2 separate regions of the Mus musculus genome follow, and region 1 is linked to region 2. The links are chromatin contacts, called in public Hi-C maps. All regions are on one chromosome and are shown on one strand. The core of a region is the stretch at or near the end of the contact, and the rest is flanking DNA. Distances in the headings are between cores, read along the strand shown.

The links. A called contact is a pair of places that touch in the nucleus more often than the background predicts.
Region 1: a contact with region 2 is called in a Hi-C map of bone marrow-derived macrophages, with 20 read pairs. The contact joins two enhancer-like sites. A contact is called at or near these places in 1 of 39 promoter capture datasets (maxillary cranial neural crest), 4 of 484 Hi-C or Micro-C datasets (bone marrow-derived macrophages, cerebral cortex and embryonic stem cells) and 2 of 115 datasets of contacts at active chromatin or transcription factors (embryonic stem cells and microglia).

The regions. Positions count from the first base shown.
Region 1 is chr2:143,092,701-143,095,400 of GRCm38.p6, reverse strand. No RefSeq gene overlaps it. Among named protein-coding and RNA genes, the nearest start is that of Otor, 16 kb to the right of the region's middle. Within about 2 kb of position 1,435, at least 14 of the 459 cell types and tissues checked have an H3K27ac peak or open chromatin away from gene starts, as enhancers often do. A contact at or near this core is called in bone marrow-derived macrophages, where this site is marked.
Region 2 is chr2:142,888,645-142,891,344 of GRCm38.p6, reverse strand. All of the region lies in intron 1 of Kif16b (kinesin family member 16B), which reads left to right. Among named protein-coding and RNA genes, the nearest start is that of Kif16b, 11 kb to the left of the region's middle. Within about 2 kb of position 1,429, at least 6 of the 459 cell types and tissues checked have an H3K27ac peak or open chromatin away from gene starts, as enhancers often do. A contact at or near this core is called in bone marrow-derived macrophages, where this site is marked.

The DNA.
Region 1 (2,700 bases), core at 186-2,685, 200 kb before region 2:
GAAAGGTTAGACAGGATGACGATAGCAGAGAAAGTGGTATAAAGGAAAACAGAAAGACAAGCCCGGAAGAGACAGCTGGTGTTATTGAAGTCGACAATGCACACATTACAGAGGGGCAAGGAAGTGCTATTTTTATTTGAAAAGTAAGAAGACATTGTAATCATCTTCAGGAAGAAGTCGTAAAGCAAAGAGGGCATGATAGCTGTTTGAAAGGCAATTAGGCTATCTCTTGGAGGAGATGGGAAATAGATTCCAGAAGAAATGCAAGGAACCCTTTTGACCCCATCATGTGTCAGTACTTCACCAGCCCGGAGCCCCCGTGGAGCTGATGTGTTAGAGATGGCTCTGGGAGAGATGTCAAACCAGGAGAAAAGCAGCAAGGGGTGAGGTGTTGGGAACAATAGAGAAAAGGGTTCGTGGGTGCTCTTCCATATGTTGCTGATGGCAGGTGGCAGTTCTGTCTGGGTTGCAAGCTGTGTATATGATAAGCGTGCGACAGTGAATCTGCAGAATCCTATTTTTCATGTTTTGGCTCTACCTAATGACTCGTTACAAAAAAAAAAGGACTTACAAAACATACCTACCTGGATAATTGGTTAGGCCTGCCTGGTATTTGTCATTCTTTCCAAATTCACCAACTGATTATTCATGTCACCTTTTAGTGTAGGTTACTTTCAACTCGGTGCTGCTCACACAGGGGTTCAGAGTACCCACTGATGGGGTGCTGTCTTTAGCACCATCAACCATAGAGGTTTAGCAGCATCCCTGGCTCTTGCTCCTGAATGTTAGTAGTCTCCTCCAGCCACGCCTGAAAGTTTCCAAATGCTACTGGCCGTAATGAGTCAGAATAACTTTTGGTTAAGAACTATGTTGTTCCCTGAAGTAGAAAATAAAGGGATGGTTTTCACTAGCCATATTCCAGCAGAATGTCATGAGCACGCTTACAGACCGTCACAAAGCTGGTCATCTGGCTTCAGATCTCAGCCTCCCACCCCTGCTTTATGGCTCAAATGACAAATGTTGTCTTTTGGAGCCACCCCGCAGAGCCATCCAAGACACCAGGAGCCGTGTTAATTGTTCTCCAGACAAGCTACCACTCTGAGCGCAAGGTGTTATTGCTGCTTTCTAGAAATGAATTAAACCAACTCAAACAAATTATAAACTCTGCAGGGCTCCATATCAAAAGGAAACAGGCAAGATGGGTTTGAAAGAGAACCATCCGCTTTCCCCTAACATGCGGATTTTCAAATCTGTCAAATTTATTTTTAAGGTCTGCAGCAAAGGCATATTAATACCTCTTATCTGTGCCAGGTGTCAGGCAGATTTAAATATCATGCCTTGATGGGAAGAGACGAAATGGAGGCTCCATGAGTAACTAGTCTGGATGCTTCCATGACAACCGTACCTGGTTTCCTTTGGAAATGTAGCCCTGTGTGCTGGATCCAGACCAACCACTGGAGGTCACCCTAGCCCTATCGTAAAGTTTCACGGTGTACAGAAGTACATCACTGAGAGAATCCTAGGCTAGATTAGCTGCAGAAGCTCCAGGGGGTGCAACAGGACTTCCTGAATATTCTGAGATCCTGTGAGGGTGAGGACAAACAAAGTGAAAGTTGGCCCCTTGCGAAGGCAGCTGCAGCAGATGAGGTCAGTGTGGTGGGCAGACGCCTCTATTTATGAGCTTCTGGGGTTCTACTGTTTGTTTCCAATCTCTAGCAATCACAACCTACTGGAACCATCTTTGCCAAACTGCAGAACTTCGTGGTAATGATGCTTACCTACTAAAATCCTTAGCCAATGACTTGTCTATCACCGTAACACAATACTAGAGGTTGGGTTCTTTATGAAGAACAGTTACTTAGCTCACTGTTTCAAAGGTAGAACGTTCATGTTGTCTGGTGAAGACTTTTCTTGCCCTGTAGTGACTTGGTAAAAGGGGATGAGGCAAAACAGAATAAGCACTTGCTGCAGAGTCTGCTTCCTCAACAAAGCCACTCCTGAGCCAATCCATTAATGAGCTAAGCCCTCACAGCTCCATGATCTCTCAAATGCAAACATCGTAACTATCCTTACCATAAGATCGTGTGCATTAAGTTTCCAATACATGAAATCAGGAAATTTGTTCAGACCATACCAAAGAATATGCCAAAGAGTATACAGAGACAGCCTAGCTTCCTTGCCTTGGAGATGAGTGGCTCTGTGGTGATTTAGCATACAGGAGCATAGCTCAAGTCCTCTCTGGGGTCAGGCCAGAGCCAGCCACCAAGACTTTACCTGAGGTGGCATTCTGGCTGAGTTCCTTCCTTTTCCTGTCCTTCTGCTCCATACTATCCACTTCCCCTGAGAGCTATTCTTTGATAAATCACTAAGCATAAGTCTCCACCTTTGGGTCTACTTCTGAGCAAGCTAACCCAATACATCAGTGTATCATCAGTGCTCACGCATGTTGATTCTGGTCATCACCCTAGCTGCTGTATGTGGCACTGAGATTTGTAAGTCCATCCTTTCATAGTGGCCCATAATTCCTGTGGCATTTTTCTACAGGATTGGTAAACATCTACTGCTGCATCCCAGCAGGTCCAACTGATGCCTCTTCTGTCTATTGTCCAAACAGCATGGAAGGCCATTCTTGTGGCTACCTTGTGGATTCTTCATTCTTCTGCCCTTCTCCACCTCTTTTGCCCTTTCAACCCCCTAACA
Region 2 (2,700 bases), core at 180-2,679:
CTCCTCCTCTTCCTCCTCCTCCTCCTCCTCCTCTTCCTCCTCCTCTGCTGTGCCTCACCAGGGCATAGTGGAGGGCTCAAGTGTGGCAGAGCAGAGGCATTTGTCTTGGGAGGGGGAGGGGGAGATCCGTGTGGGATCTGTGGGAACAGTCACATGAAGAAGGATAAAGGGGCAAAAGAGGGAATGGATGAGGACCTGCTGAGAGAGAAAGCAGTGTCTCAGGTGGTGCATGGGGGTCAGGATGCTTCCCCCGGGCCTCCGTGGCAATGGTGCTGCCCTTGCTGACTGTTGGGAGCACTTGAACCTGTGTGCTTTGCCTTAGGAGCTTGACAAGTAATCTGAGGGAAATAGCAATGATGTGAAATAAGATATTTCAGAACTAGCATACTCTTCTAACATGTACTGAGTGGTAGTATTTTTAAAATGTTCTTTGAAAGCCTAGACTATTTCCTAAACATACTTGGGGTTACACTTCACTGCAAACAGGCTCTGTGTGTATGTGTGTGTGTGTGTGTGTGTGTGTGTGAGAGAGAGAGAGAGAGAGAGAGAGAGAGAGAGAGAGAGAAAGCACGTATTTAAGTACTTACCAGTAAGAGTCAGCATGCGCGTGTCTTTCTGTCAGAGAAAGAGTGAGGGGTAATTTAGAGACCTGCAGTCGCTTGATGTAAAGAAGTTGGTTGGCTCCGAGGTTGGCTTATGTTAGACACCATTATTTTATTAGTTTTTCCAAGTTAGTTCAGAAGCTGTTTACTGATTTTCAGCTTCTTGTACAGAGACACAGCCTCCCTGACACTTAAGAAAGAGAACATGTTAATTCTCCCTCCCCCTGCACCTGAGGGAAGGTGTGACAGTGCTGTGTAAGAGCGATCCAGCTCTTACTGGCCACTGGGACTTGGGCTCATTCCTGCCTTTGATGCCTCTGTCAAGCTCAAGTGATGTAAAAGTAGGCAGGAGAAGAACCCATCCTGCGTAGTCAATCATGGCTAGGATTCTGCCACCTATTCATGACAGGCCAGCAAGGCGTCAGACTTCCCTTCACTCGCTTGCTGGTTTTGGCCTGAGCCACTTGTGTTTGTGAGCCTTTGTGTCTTCCATCAGTAAGTACATTTATTATTTATTGTTGTTGCCCAGTGGAAGTGAAGTATATTTCTATGATCAGCAATCTATTCTTAGACACTTGGAGTCCATTTTAGTGAGGCATGTGGAATTTAGAATACTTTGAGAAGCTTTGTAATGGTCTTCAGAGTAGACTATTTCTGTTCCCTCATTGATTTGCTAGGGATTCTAAATCCTACACCATCAGTATTTTATATATTCCTTAACAACAATTCTGTCATTAGCTCAGACTTAGAAAACTGAGGATCAGAGTGGAATCCTGACTCAATGCCACTTCCTCCAGGAAGCTGTTCTATCACATGACACATCACACAGGATTTCTGGCTTTGTAGTAGTTTCTGTCTTCTGACATTCTATGTTTGTGCCCATGTGGGATGTATTATTGATGCCTGTTCCTCCTTCATGGGTCCATATGGGTCTTGTTTGCATTTCCTCTAGGCTTTCAGAATGTACAGGCAGACTCGGACCCCCAGTATGTGTTTGTCGCATTAATGTCAGCCCCCTCCTGCCCTATGTACATTTTTCCTCAGTGTGAATGCCTGTAAGGAACCAGGAGGCCATGGCTTCCACCTCGGTAGATCATCATGTTGCTGTCTGTGAGGAGGAAAGGGTCTCTTTCCATTCTTTGTGGGTGTCAGAAAGAGTGTAAGAGGTCTGGAGAGGGGCCTGGGTAAGGGTTATAGCTTTCACATCCTTGCTATTTATTAAATTTATTATGCGAAATTTGCATGGCTACTTCCAAGCTTTAATTTCCATCTATTAAGGTCCAATGTATACTGTGCTTAAATGAAACATAGTTTATGGGATTGCATATTCTTGTCTCTTTCTTAGAAAAGTATTTGTTTTAGTTTGTTTGAGTATTTTTAGACTTAAGTTTTAATCATGCACTCTTCAGCTCTTTACCTACCTTCCCCTTAATGTTAGCATCTCACATAGTACAGTGATCAAAAGCTGAGAAATTCATACTGGCACAGTCCTGCCAGTATGAAATAGACTTGATTTGTGTTTCACTGACTTCTTTACCTTTCCTGGTCTGCCATCCAGTCTAGGATCCACACGTTCTGTAGTTGGCATCTGTCCATATTTGGCCTTGGACAGTTTCTCAGGCTTCCCTTAGTTTTATACCTTTCTTTAATTTTTCACGAGGATTAAATTTTTAAAAAGACTTCCTTTTTTTTTTCTGAACAGGGTGTCTTTGTGTAGCCCTGGCTGTCCTGGAACTCACTCTGTAGACCAGGCTGGCCTCAAACTCAGAAATCTGCCTGTCTCTGCTTCCCAAGTGCTGGGATCAAAGGCGTGCGCCGCCACCACCACCCAGCAAAGACTTACTTATTTTACTTATATGAGTAAACTGTAGCTGTTTTAGACACACAAGAAGAGGACATTGAATCCCATTATAGATGGTTATGAGCAACCATGTGATTGCTGGGATTGAACTCAGGACCTCTGGAAGAGTAGTCAGTGCTCTTAACTGCTGAGCCATCTCTCTGGCCTAGATAATTAAGTTGTTTTTTGTTTTGTTTTGGGAATTTCACAAACAAGTACAATGCATTTGATCCTGTCCTTTTCCCTCTCCTCCTATTC